Regions from separate parts of the Sus scrofa genome. Here region 1 is linked to region 2. A link is a contact called in public Hi-C data. All regions are on one chromosome and are shown on one strand. Each heading gives the region's core, a stretch centred on a gene start, on an enhancer-like site or on the middle of the called end of the contact. The rest is flanking DNA. Distances are from core to core; before and after follow the strand shown.

Evidence for each region. A called contact is a pair of places that touch in the nucleus more often than the background predicts.
Region 1: a Hi-C map of mesenchymal stem cells shows a contact between it and region 2, with 2.5 times the contacts expected there. The contact joins two enhancer-like sites. A contact is called at or near these places in 4 of 47 Hi-C or Micro-C datasets (embryonic fibroblasts, heart right ventricle and mesenchymal stem cells) and 1 of 2 datasets of contacts at active chromatin or transcription factors (alveolar macrophages).

The regions. Positions count from the first base shown.
Region 1 is chr3:44,830,827-44,837,646 of Sscrofa11.1, reverse strand. The region is part of intron 1 of LOC106509733 (a long non-coding RNA gene); the gene reads right to left. Among named protein-coding and RNA genes, the nearest start is that of ANAPC1, 350 kb to the right of the region's middle. Within about 2 kb of position 4,321, at least 20 of the 83 cell types and tissues checked have an H3K27ac peak or open chromatin away from gene starts, as enhancers often do. A contact at or near this core is called in embryonic fibroblasts, where this site is marked.
Region 2 is chr3:44,722,789-44,729,590 of Sscrofa11.1, reverse strand. No RefSeq gene overlaps it. Among named protein-coding and RNA genes, the nearest start is that of ANAPC1, 240 kb to the right of the region's middle. Within about 2 kb of position 5,475, at least 8 of the 83 cell types and tissues checked have an H3K27ac peak or open chromatin away from gene starts, as enhancers often do. A contact at or near this core is called in embryonic fibroblasts, where this site is marked.

The DNA of each region.
Region 1 (6,820 bases), core at 3,072-5,571, 110 kb before region 2:
CGAATATATGGGCCACCTCTAGAAGATCAAACTAAAGAGAATGTATAATTTTACTTCTGTTTAAAAAAAAATCAAAAATCAGTTAGCAAGTCAAAATGATAGAGCTGTGCCTTTAAACATGTCCCCACATGGAGGCAGGGGAGACAGCCAACTGTGGGTCCAACAGACAGGTGTGCTGGCCAAAAACAGCCTAGCATCCCTTAGAAGGGAGGGTGTGGTGCTCTAGTGAAGAGGGACATCAGAAAATTGCAGTCCCAGAGTTCCCCCCGTCGTGGCTCAGCCACAAGGAACCTGACTAGGATCCATGAGGATGAGGGTTCAATCCCTGGCCTCGTTCAGTGGGTTAAGAATCCAGCATTGCCGTTAGCTGTGGTGTAGCTCACAGACGTGGCTCGGATCCTGCGTTGCTGTGCCTATGGTGTAGGCTGGCAGCTGTAGCTCTGACTTGACCCCTAGCCTGGGAACCTCCATATGCCGTGGATGCCACCCTAAAAAAAAAAAAGAAAGAAAAAAGAAAAAAAGAAAATTGCAGTCTGTGCCAAAGAGGGCAGCACAGGGTCAATGTCACTGAACCCCTCACTTCACGATGAATCTTTAAGGAACTGTGCAGAGAAGGAAGAGCTTGAACCTAAGTGGTTACACCCATACAGTTGGAAGGGCTCTGGCATGAAAGAAGCTGGGGCTCATGTCATAATTCAGCAGTTTAGGGGACCAAATAATGGCTCAGTGGATGCTAATGAATGTGTTAAATTATGGCCACACGTGCGCAAGGACATCATCTGTGCCCCAATGGGCTTGTGCCTGGCTGAGAGCTGCAGGGCCAGTGCCTGGCTTAGCCTCTTCCTCCCACTCAGCTCCTCTCCCCACTGCTTGTATGTTTCTTGTCAGTGATGGCTGGACACCACTGACTGCTTCTCTCAAAAAAGTCAAAAGGGTCAGGCATTCCCATTGTGGCTCAGCAGGTTAAAAACTTGACTGATACCTATGAGGATGCAGGTTTGAGACCTGGCCTTGATCAGTGGGTTATAAGCATCCAGCGTTGCAGCAATTGGCAGTGTAGGTCACAGACATGGCTGTGTGGCTGTGGCTGTGGCTGTGATGTTGGCCTGCAGCTGCAGCTCTGATTTCAACCCCTCGTCTGGAAACTTCCATATGCTGCAGGTTGGGCCCTAAGGGAAAAAAAAAAAAAAAAGTTAAAACACTCTTGGGGAATTTGTAGAAGGACAGAGAAAGGAGCCACGCCTGAGGTTTCCTTAGGCCAATCTGGTTAGTCCCTGAAGAGGTTTTACACAAACAAAACTAAGGATGCCTATCCCCAAGTTCATCATCAGATTCCATAAGCAAAGAATTGGCTGTGTGCTTCTCAGCTGAGGCCCCACCCCTCCAAAAAGCTGCAGATGTCAGGCACCCATCCCCCCGATCAAGACCCTCACTCCGCACCCTTGAGGCCCTGAGAGTCACTTGGGGTTTTATCCCCCAGAGATGGGGACACTGAGGCTTGCGCTTGTGGCCACTAGTAGTAGAGGCTTGGGACCCCCATCTGCCCAGCCCACAGCCCCTGGCTAAGGGGTTCTCCACCTGATAGGGCCACCCACCCTCTGGGGACCAGCTGAGGGGGCACACACTGTCCAACCCACCACCTGCACCCCAGAGCCACATCCCTCTTCGTGGTGATGGCCTGACTGTCAAAACCGCCCAGATTAGGAAAACAAGCTCTAAGTCTGTGCCGTCCAACAGAGTAACCACGAGCCACATTTGGCTTTGTGCACTTACATTTAAATTCACTGAAATGAAAAAAAAAATTTTTTTAATTTGGACCCTGAGTCACTAGCCATGTGTGGGTGTGGCTCCCTGTTGGACAATGTGGTTGGAGGGCTAAGGATGCCACAGAAGACACTGTGTGACTTCCACAGGTCCCTCCTGCCCCCCAGGCATGTTCTGCTTTTTCTGGTATCACAGCTCTTTCTGGCCCCTCAGGCCCAGACAGAGGTGCAGGTTAGAAGAGGCCCAGCAGCCGGCAGCAGGCAGGACAGGGCATAGAGGGGCCCCACTGGACACTGCTGAGGGCAGCTGCAGAGGCTGGGCACTCACACCAAGGCCGCAGGAAGAGTGGCACATCTCTAGTAGGAAGCCGTGGTCAGGGGACTGACCCCTGGCTCATGTGGATGACAATGGGCTGGAGCAGGGCCCTAAGGAGCTTTGGGGCCTTGCCTCTGCCAAGTTTCCAGAGCTGAAGCAGCAGTGGTGGTGGCCACCTGAGGCAGTGGCCTCCCTGGTTTTCTGGCACCATGTCACCCCTGAGATTGTTTGATGACACCAGAACCAACAAGGATCCCTAATAATGACTGCACTTGAATTCCCCAGCTGCTGGGCTGAGGGGCCAAAGCAGAGACAGGGTGAGCCTGGAACAGATTTCATATAATTTAGAGATTTAGGGAATAAAGGAGTGTTCTAGTTTTGATACCTTAGCTTTGTAGACCGAAACCCATGCCCACTGAACAAATCAATTGAGCAAGTAGAGCCATTACAGGAGGAGGAGGAGAGGAGAGTAGCTGCATCCACTCTGAGAGTCCTTCTCTGAAAACCTACACCATCATCTCCAAACCTGACTGGAGGCTCACCAGCAACACACAATAGGCCAGACCTGCCTGCCATCCTCAGAGGCACTGCTGTGGGTCACCCACAGTCCAGGAGATCAGCCACAGTCCAGGGGAGTAGCCACAGTCCAAGGGATCAGCCAGAGACCAGAGGATCACCCACAGTCCAGGGCAGGAGGTCACCATGCCGAGGCCCTCCCAGGGTCTACTTGGGCATCGTATACATGAGAGACAAGGCCTGGGGCCCATAATACTCTTAAAATGTTTTAGTTTATTTTCAAATTAAAAGAAGAAGCTGAGTATATTGAAAATAAATATATACTAATAAACCCAGTCTGGGTATCATGCATCTTTGTACCAAGACAGTCACTGTATGTTTTGTGGGGGGGTAGTTTTTGTCCTCAGGAAGGGGCCATGAGAACAGAACACATGAGGTTCATGAAGTTACTCTGCAGCCCTGAGCCTCTGACTGCTAAACCTGAAACACAAAAGGCAGCTCCATGCAGAAGGGACTCTGACATCCTGACAAACCCTCTTAGTTGAGCTACAGATTGAATTTCAGCAGTGATTTCTCCCACCTCCCTCTATCATGCAGGTAAACTCACTCCAAATATAGTCACATCCCCAGGCAAAGCTCCTGGCCTCCCAAACCTGCTCGATCTGCCTGCTCTGCCAGCCTCAGCACTGGCTTCCTTCCTCCAAGTTGCCTTATGGCTTCAGGGAGGCTGCTGGATCTCCAGCCATCACCTGTGCATTTCACACAGGAGGAAGGAGGGAAGTAGGGGATAAAGGTTAAGCCTCTTGGATATCAAGGTCCTTTAAGGAACTTTCCTAATGTACCCAATTACCCATTACTGACTATGCCTTCCACTGGCCACCTTATTTGTTCAGGAGGCTGGAGGAGGAAGGCCCAGAGACGGTGCAGGGCAAGAAGGCACAGGAGGGGACTTAGGTCAAAGGTGGAGTAATAGCAAACACTCCCCCTCCTCCAAACCCCTCCTGTCTTCCTACATCCTCCTGGCCCTGATGGTGTCACTAGATAACAGGCATTTGTGTGAAGGGGAGAAGGTAGTTTCACCCTCTCCAGGCTGGGATCAGATTGAATGATGCGAATAAATTACAGGTCCTTGGAGCCCAACCTCTTCGCTTTGAGCCATCCTGCTCTTTGCTGGAAACTCCTCGCCCAGCCTCGGAAGCCAGGTCTGGGCAGTTTCCTTGGCTGCGGCCAGGACAGGAAGGGTGTGGTCCAGACTCGGAAGCCCAACCGACTGAGTTCTCTGGAAGAGCTGGCTTGGAGGAAAGGGGTGAGTCATGAGCTCAGACATAGCTGAGATTCCTGGTGTGTCCCCGGCAGAGGAAGAGCGCTCAGCTTGGACCCATTCTACAGGGTGTCTTCTCTAGGCAGGAGATGCTGCTGGAGGTGAGTGCCCCACCTCCCTGGGCCAGTCTCCTGGAGCATCCACCATGGTCTGACCTTATCGGGCTTATGTCTATTTCACCAGAAAGCTGCGAATAAGGAAGACCTCGTCTTCCAGTTCACCCCACATCGCTGGGTCCAAAACCAGACGATGGAGTTCAAAGCCAAGCTCCTCTTCTCGCTAACAGTGTGGACTTAGGCATCTCCCTAAATCCCTCTGTGTCCCAAGTTCCTCGTCTGGATGGGGAGGGGGCGGGGAGGGCACAATAATTGACAGAATCTGCTGCACAGAGTTCTCTGAACACTAAGTGAGGTCATGCAGAGCCCTGCGTGGCAACAAGTCAGCACTCCATAAACAAAGAGTCCTCATTGTGTTACTGGGTAAATGAGAAATAGCTGCATGATTCTATTTAGACATAATAAAAAAAAATCAAACAAGTGCTTTCTGTCCCTTTGCGTGCCCCCCTCCAAGTTGTTTCCAGCCCATGAAGCCATGTAACCCTCCTGATACTTCCAGGGAGAGGAACATGGTTATCTCACATCTGCTGGTTGCCCATCTCATATCCTTTCTCCTCCACCTCCTGTTGGTCAACAACCCCATTTCCTGTTGGTCAAAAACGATTTCCCAGGATCCTCTTCAGAGACCATGGCCAAAGAAAGACACAGGAAGAAAGGGTCAGTTGGGGGTGCTAGGAAGGCTCTTTAAAGGAGACAGACATCTAAGACTCTTAGCCTTTTGCCCCCCACTCCCCTCCTTCCTCATGTGTGGAATGCAGAAATGATGGCTGGATCTCCAGCAGCCTTCATAAGACCCAAGGAAGGAAGCTAATGTTAAGGATGGCAGAGAAGACACATGAATGAACAGAATGCCCTTTGCCCTTTGTTCTGGACAGCCTGCTCTGTCTTCTTCTGTCTGAGAGCAACTACATCTAACACTTGCTGGATGCACTACTACTTTGTAAAGTTTCCCTTTATATCTGGCTAAACTATTAGAAACCCCTCAATCCCTCTCTTACTCTGTAAATGATTTGTCCAGTGAGAACAGCTAAAATGATACATTTTTTTCTGCCATATTAAACATTCTAATATTTTAAATATGATCAGTTTTCGAAAGGATGGGGTAGATGGAAAGGTGAAAAGCCCAAGCAGCAGAAGACTTTGCTTGCAGGATAGTCAATCCTGAAAGCAAAAGACAAGCCAGAAAATCATAATGGATGAGAATGGTCAACACCATTAGCTTTTTGGATTATACACGGTGCAATACAACCAGGTTTTCTGTGCTTTTTTTTTTTAATCGGAGGAATCCTCTGAGACCAGCCCAGTTCCCCACCCACCTCTCCTTCCTGTAGCCTCAACTTCCTTCTGATCTGTTGATGGTTTCTCCTTGCCTGTGCTCTGTGGTCTAAACAGAACCCTCCTGCACCCTGTAGGAGCCCAAACCCTACCCAACATCTCAGGGCCTCACCCAGTACTGCCCCACCCATGGCACTGGACAGAGGGTCCTCTGGATTAGGGTACAAGAGGCAGCTGCAGGAAAACACTTCCCCACAAAGTGGCACCATTTTGACTGACTGACTGACACAACGGAGCCAGCCCTCAGCCTGCAAAGCCTAAACTCAGAAAGGAGATGCACAAAGCACTGGGGACCTTCCCTGGATGGGGCGGGGCTAGAGAAGGCAGGCAGAGCAAAGGGACATACTGGGTACTTCTCTTGGACCCCCTGCAGAAGGTTTGGCTTTTGAGGCACTGCATGATCTTAAATATCTCCGGAATCAACCAGGAAAGGCCATGTTATGTTCCCCCGGGGTTTTTGTTTTAAGTGTATCTTACTTAATATTTTCAATATGAGTCACCTCCATATATTATGATGATTTTCAAATAACCAGAAGTTGACTGTAGCTGGCTTTAGACAGGAAGCATGGGTACAGAATCCAGCTGCTTCCACCCTAGGGGCCGGTCTGTGTTCAGTGGTCCTGTATTTTCTGGCTTGTGGCCTCAGGTTGTTGGCTTATGCATGGAAACCTCCTGGCCCCCTGCTCTTCCTGACTCTCCTCTTGATGGGAGGAAAGAGCTCTCCCATCACCGATGCACTTCTTAAAGCAACTGCTCTGCCTGATACACCTGCCTGGGAATCCTGTTCCTCCGGGGAGCTGAGTGACCGGTCATCCTTCCTACTTTCCGGGATGGGTATGTATGTATGTATGTATCTATGTGTGTGTGTGTTTATGTATGTATGTATGTATGTGTGTGTGTGTGTGTGCGTGTGCGTGTGCGTGTGTGTGTGTGTGTGTGTGTGTGTGTTGGGGGGAGGGGGTTAAAGGTATTGGACAGAAAGTTACTACCATGTGGTTGAGGGTGAATGAATCGGGAGCTGTTCTTGCTGTGATGATATTAAGGACAAGGAAGACAACCATGATGGTGATAATGGTGGTGATGACATTTAAAAACCCAGGTGTTCCTGGAGAGAACCAAGAAGGCCTTCCCTTTTACCTAATCAATAAATGTCCTGCAGATGCAGAACATGGCATGTAGCCGATGACACAGACAGGATCTCACTTCAGGGGCATGAGAGCCAATTTGTTATAGACACCCACGGGGCTCAGGGCCCAGGTAGAGATGGGAAGGTGTTTAGGTCTATTGAATCAGTGAATGTGTACTTAACAGTTACTGAGTCTCCTTGTAACCATGTGCTGATCATCACCAATCTCTACAAGGACCCAGGGGGTTGTGCTCTCATATTCCCATTTCCAGAAGAGGAGGTAGGGCACCAAGAAGTGGAGAAACTTGCCCAAATGGCCAAACAGCA
Region 2 (6,802 bases), core at 4,226-6,725:
TTTCAGGAGCTGTTGTTTTCATAGACTCTCTTCCCATTGGAAATATGGTCCAGCCCCAGCCTGAGCAGTGACTTTGGTCCAGCAGCTTCTGCATCTGGCTGCATGTGAGCGTGCATGCATGTGTGGGAGTGTGAGGATGTGGGTGTGATCCCTAGTCTTGCTCAGCGAGTTAAGAATCTGTCATTACAATAAGCTGCAGTGTAGGTCACAGATGCAGCTCAGATCTGGTGTTGCTATGGCTGTGGCCTAGGTCTCAGGTGCAGCTCCCATTTGACCACTAACCTGGAAACTTCCATATGCCACAGGTGCAGCAATAAAATGGAAAAAAAAAAGACGAAGAAAAATGTATCTAATTAATAAAAAGTAAAATTTATATAACAATCAGAGATCTTAATGCACTTGACAACTGAATTCAAAAAATTTCATTAAGGGAGTTCCCGTCGTAGCGCAGTGGTTAACGAATCCGACTAGGAACCATGAGGTTGTGGGCTCGATCCCTGCCCTTGCTCAGTGGGTTAACGATCCGTTGCCTTAACTGTGGATCCGTTGCCGTGAGCTGTGGTGTAGGCTGCAGACGCAGCTTGGATCCCGCGTTGCTGTGGCTCTGGCGTAGGCTGGTGGCTACGGCTCCGATTGGACCCCTAGCCTGGGAACCTCCATAGGCCGCAGGAGCAGCCCAAGAAATAGCAAAAAGACAAAAAAAAAAATTTTTTTTTTCGTTAAAAAGCTGATAGAAAGGCAAGAAGCAGTCAAGTCCATGTCATGAATGCTTTACCACACCTCTTCCAAAACTCAGCAGATTAAGTAATGCCAAAAAAAGTGAAGCTCTAGAAGATTTGAATACTGTAATTAATAGGCATGATTTAATAGAGAAATGTATACCCAACAAGCAGAAAATACACATTGATTTCAAACACACAAAACCCTCACAAAAATGGGACTACTATCAGGCTTCAAAGAAACCCTCAACAAGTTTCTCAAAGCAGAAACCTCACAGGGCACCTTCATTGAACACAATTCCATGAATTATAAATTAATAGCAAAAGAAGAGCCAAAAACCCAATTCATCTGAGAACTTTAAAACAACCTTCTACAAGTACAGACAGAGCCAAATCATTTAATCATGCCTCCCAAATTGTTGCTCTTGACATTTTCCAGTGCCGTGTGTTATTCTTTTGATGTATCTTTTTCCCTTGTAGAATGTCCACCTCTTGGGAATTGCTTGAATATTGGATATGAATATTATTAGACAATAATTTTGCTTTCCCTCCAGTTCACGAGCTCTTAATCAAGAACTGTGGTCAGAGCGTGTTTGGATATAAATATTCTTTGCTTATCTTTATAGTACTGAAAATGTGTGGAAGAAACTGGCTGTGCAGAATGAAATAAAAGATTTTCATAGTCCTTTCTGCTTAAAACTGGTATCTTTTACAGTAGGCCTTCTATGGAATCTTTTTTTGTACATTGAAGAATATTTGACTCCATTAAATAAGACTGCAGATTTTGCTGCTTTTATATGAGGTCTTCACGTAAGAAAAAAAAAAAGAAAAGTACATTTTAAGCAGACAAAAAATGTACCTTAAATATGCATCTCCTCTCTCACACTCAATTTGTAAACAATTGACATATTTTGTCCTGAAACATTTGGTTCAAAATAAGCTTATTTGTTTTAAGCCTGGGTCATCAAACTCTCTTTATATTTAAAATATTACTGAATATAAACTTTTTTTTTTTTTAGGGCTGAACCCATGGCATATGAAAGTACCCAGGCTGTGGGGTTTAATGGGAGCTGCAGCTGCTGGCCTATGCCACAGCCACAGCAATGTGGATCCAAGCCACCTTGGAGAGCTATGCCATAAGTCACAGCAATGCTGGATCCTTAACCCACTGATTGAGGCCAGAAATCAAACCCGCATCTTCATGGATACTAGTTGGGGTCTTTACTGCTGAGCACAAAAGGAACTCCTAAATAAAATGCTTTTGAGGAGAGAGTGTGCTCAGCATGTAGACAGGAAACAATAGACCTAGTACACTAAGTGTGCAATAAATTTTATAATTTTATACCTAAAACAAGATGTGGTCACTAAAAACTAAAAATATGTATGTAAGACAATATAGTCTTGCTTAGCCAAGATGTTTGCTATCGTTTTCAAGATTATACCATTACTCTAACTCTTAAGAGTGATGTAATCTAGTCGCAAAGTGTTAGTTCAAATACAGGCATTTACATGATAAAAATTAATAAATAAATATTAAAAACCAAAAACACAGAATCGTGAACAATTTTAAGACAAATAGAGGAGTTCCTATTGTGGCTCAGCATGTTAAGAACCTGACTAGTATCCACAAGAATGCAGGTTTCATCCCTGGCTTGCTCAGTGTGTTAAGGATCCAGCATTGCCACACAATGCAGTATAGGTCACAAGTGTGGCTAGGATTTGGTGTTGCTGTGTCTATGGTGTAGACTGACAGCTGCAGCTCCTATTTGACCCCTAGTCTAGGAACTTCCATATGTCACAGGTGAGGCCCTAAAAAAAAAGAAAAAGACAAATATAGAACCGTGCGTATCAAAACCTGTAAACTGCAGTCAGAGCTCTTCTGACAAAGATTTACAGCCTTTAGTGCAAATATTAGGAAAAAATTAATGAAAATGGATGCACTAAGCCTTCAATTCAAGAGGCAAAAAACAAAATATCAAAAAGAAGGGCAGAGGAGCTCCCTTGTGGCTCAGCAGGTTAAGGACCTGGCATTGTCACTGCTGCGGCTCTGGTTACAGTGGCACATATTCAATCCTTAGCATGGGAAGTTCAACATGCTGCAGATGCAGCCAAAAAATAAAAAACAATTGATGTAAAATAAGAAAGAAGTTTGTTTGTTTGTTTTTTAAAGTATAGAACTAATAAACATAAAAGCAAAAATAAATGAGTTGCTAAATTAAGCCAAAGATTATTTTCTTGAAAACTAGATTTATAATTAAATAACAATTTAAAAGGATTCAAGAATTCAGAATGTAGTTGTGAGTGTGTGTGTGTGTGTGTAAGTGAAGATGAAAGAGAGGAGACTTCAAATTAGTGGAAATTAAATTCAATTGGCACAATCAATAAAGTTTACCACGACAAAATATAAATCCCTACCTCACACAATACACACTGTCGAGCTCCAAATGAATCAAATAAGAAACAAAAAACACTATAAAAGATTATGAAAAACATAAGATCAACATTTTTTAAAACTTATGGTAGAATAGAAATAAACTGCCAAGACTATAAAGAAAAGGACCACACATGTTTTTCAATTGTGTACAACACAAACAAAAATAAGGTTTAAAAACACAGAATAGTTGAAATATTTTCAACATGCATAAGAGATCAAGAATTAGCACCTGGGGAGTTCCCACTATGGCCCAGTGGTTAACAAATCCAACTAGGAACCATGAGGTTGAGGGATCAATCCCTTGCCTTGCTCAGTGGGTTAAGGATCCGGTGTTGCTGTGAGCAGTGGCGTAGTTTGCAGACGAGGCTCAGATCCCGCATTGCTGTGGCTCGGGCATAGGCTGGTGGTTACAGCTCCCACTGGACCCCTAGCCTGGGAACCTCCATATGAGCAGGAAGCAGCCCTAGAAAAGGCAAAAAGACACCAAAAAAAAAAAAAAAAATAGCATCTGGGAGTAGAGGCAATTTAATCAGATAAAAATTATCGAGTCCCTCCCTTTTTTTTTTTTTTTCCTACCCTAGGAAAGTTAATAAACAGCTCCACAATTTCTGGATTCTTCTCTTTAGCTTTCTACCTAGACTCAGCATATACTACTAAAATACAACCTTCCGTAACCAATAGCATAAGTAAACTGGCTATATTATATTATCTTTTTTTTTCTTTTTAGGGCCTCACCCTTGGCACATGGAAATTCCCAGCCTAGGGGTTGAATTGGAGCTGCAGCTGCGGTCTACACCACAGCCACAGCAACGCTGAGCCGCACCTGCGATCTACACGACAGCTCACAACAACACTGAATCCGTAAGCCACAGAGGGAGGCCAGGGATGGAACCCACAACCTCATGGATCCTAGTCTGGCTTGTTACCGCTGAGCCACAATAGCAAGTCCCTATGTTATCTTAAAAGAAAATGAATCGTAGTGGTGAGAGCTACAGGAAAAGTTGTCTAGATAGAACATGAAACTCACCATGCACAGCCTCTTCTAAAATGATGTCGTCATGGTCTCGGGTACTGACCGCTTGACTGGAGAACAACCTCTGCAAGATTGTTTTCACTCTGCGGGTACGTGAAGTTAACCTGCCGTGTACAAAACCATTCTGATTCCTATATAATCCAGACGAACAGAGCCTCCTGTCAGTACAGCATGGATCCAAACACATTAGAGTGCTCTGTTTTTACTTATGGGAAGCAGTTTCTAAAGTTCATCCATATTCAAGAAGAGGAGGACAAGTTTAGCCAGAACATTTTATGGCTATTTGGTTATCACTACTGTTAAAAAGAAAATTTGTTTAACTTGCTTTATGTCACATTTGGTAAAGCATAATAAGCATTGTGCTTTAACAAACTCTTTAAAATTTTTTTTCTTTTCTTTTGCATCCAGTTTTATTGAGATATAATTGACATGCAGCATTGTATAAATTTAAGGTGTACAACAAAATGGTTTGATTTACATCATGAAATGATTACCGCAATGAATTGAGTTAACATCCAACAGCTCACACTGATACAGGAAGGAAGGAAGGAAGGAAGGGAGGGGGAAAGAATCTATAATGGAAAAGAATATATATGTAATGTGTATGTTATATATATGTATAACTGAGTCACTTTGCTATACGCCTGAAACTAGCACAACATCATAAATCAACTATACTTCCATTTAAAAAAAGAAAAGGAAAGGAAAGAAAAAAGTTTTTCCTTCATGATGAGCATTTTTACGATCTACTCTCTCTAACAACTTTCTGATATATATTGTAAATATAATTTATATATTTTTATTATATACATATACATTTTTAATATATATTTAAAAAAAAAAAACAGGAGGATATAGATAGGCAATTTACCCAAAGAGAAATACAAACAGGCACAATGTGAAAAGACATCAGCCTCACTAGTGCCGGCACTAAGGGCTGTGGGGAAGAGAGAGGGCAAAGAAAAGCTCAAACCCTTGCTCTTGAACCCTTGCAGCGGGGTGTGTGAAGCAGCAATGGAGGAAAAGTCCAGTGTGCATTCGCCAAGATGTCTGCCACCGAGATGTGAATTGTGACTTTAAGGGCCTCTTGGATCCATCCGAGGGTGTGCCTCAAATTTTCTGGAACTTTGAGAGCAGCACGAGCTCTTTGATGTCGCCATCTGCATCATAAATACGATCACGCTTTGTTTTCCTTGGGGGCGGGGCACACATTCCAACGTAGGTCTAATGTGTCAGGACTCTTGAAAACTTACCCACGTGTCAATCAGGCCACAACGTTTTTTCATGCAAAAAGCACCCAGTCCTTCTTCCCAGGGTTGCAACACGAAACCTAGTCAAAACCTAGTCAACGTCTTAGAAACCACAGAGCCAGGCTTGCCCACAAAAACACCACTCCCAGGGGCCCGAGGCCACAGAGCCTGGTGGAAGATGCTCAGCCATGTGAGACATTAAGGCCAAACGTACGAGGCCGAATTAATAGCTAACAATTAAGAGAGCATGGGGGGACATGGGCCAGGACCAGGGAAGGCAGGACAGTGATATCAGTTTCCCAGCACATGGGACACAGCATCTGAGGGCACAGCAGTCTGTCCTAGAGACCAGCCCTCACCCTCAGGAAGTACTGTATTTAACCATCCTATTTGTTTTTAATTGTGGTAAAATTCTCATAACGTCAAATTTACCATCATGACCATTTTACGTGTATGGTTCAGTAGCACGAAGTAAATCACATTGTTGTGCAACCGTCCCCACCATCTGTCCACCAAACTCATCATCCGGCTGAAACTCTACCCATTAACCAGCAGCTCTCACATCCGCTCCCCTAACCCCTGGCAGCCACCATCCTCCTTTCTGTCTCTATGAATTTGATTACTCCAGATTCTGTATAAGCAGAATCATACAGCCTTGGTCCTTTTGTGTCTGGCTTATTTCACTCAGCATAACGTCCTCAAGGTTCATTCATGTTGCAGCCTGTGTTTGAATTTCCTTCCTTTTTAAGGCTGAATAATATTCCATCCTGTGTGTATACATTTTGTTTATCCATTCACCCATGGATGGACCCTGGGTTTGCTTCCACTTTTTGGCTATGGCAAAATTCATCCTAGGCCTTTTTTTAAAAGGCATCCAGAAGACTCCACAGTAACCTACTGCAAAGCCTTGCAGTGAGCTTTATTTTCCCCAAATGGGTCTCATGTCTAACCTAAGTCCTTTGTGCTGCATCTTAAGATCATCTCCCCCTCATGCTCAGTAAAGGTTCCACCACTTTTAGGACTTTCAGCAACACCCTTCACCCTTCCCCTTTCTACACCTCAGCTTTCTCATTGGTAAAGGGGAAGATCTTGAGGGTGGGGGGGCTTTGGGGAGTAGTAAATGAACTGATGATACACTGAGAGCAGTTGGCCCAGAGCCTGACACACAGTAGGCTCGCTATCTTGGCATTACTCTGAAATAAGCATGTTTGTAGACTTCAAAATTGCCTATCTTCTCAGGTTTGGTTTTTTAAAAAAACTTCTCTAGACGACTCTGGTTTCCCAGTCAAGTCACCTTGTGTCCGCTGGCTCAGACAGATGCCGGATGAGCTGTCCTCACATCCTTCTGCAGGATGGCTCAGGGCTG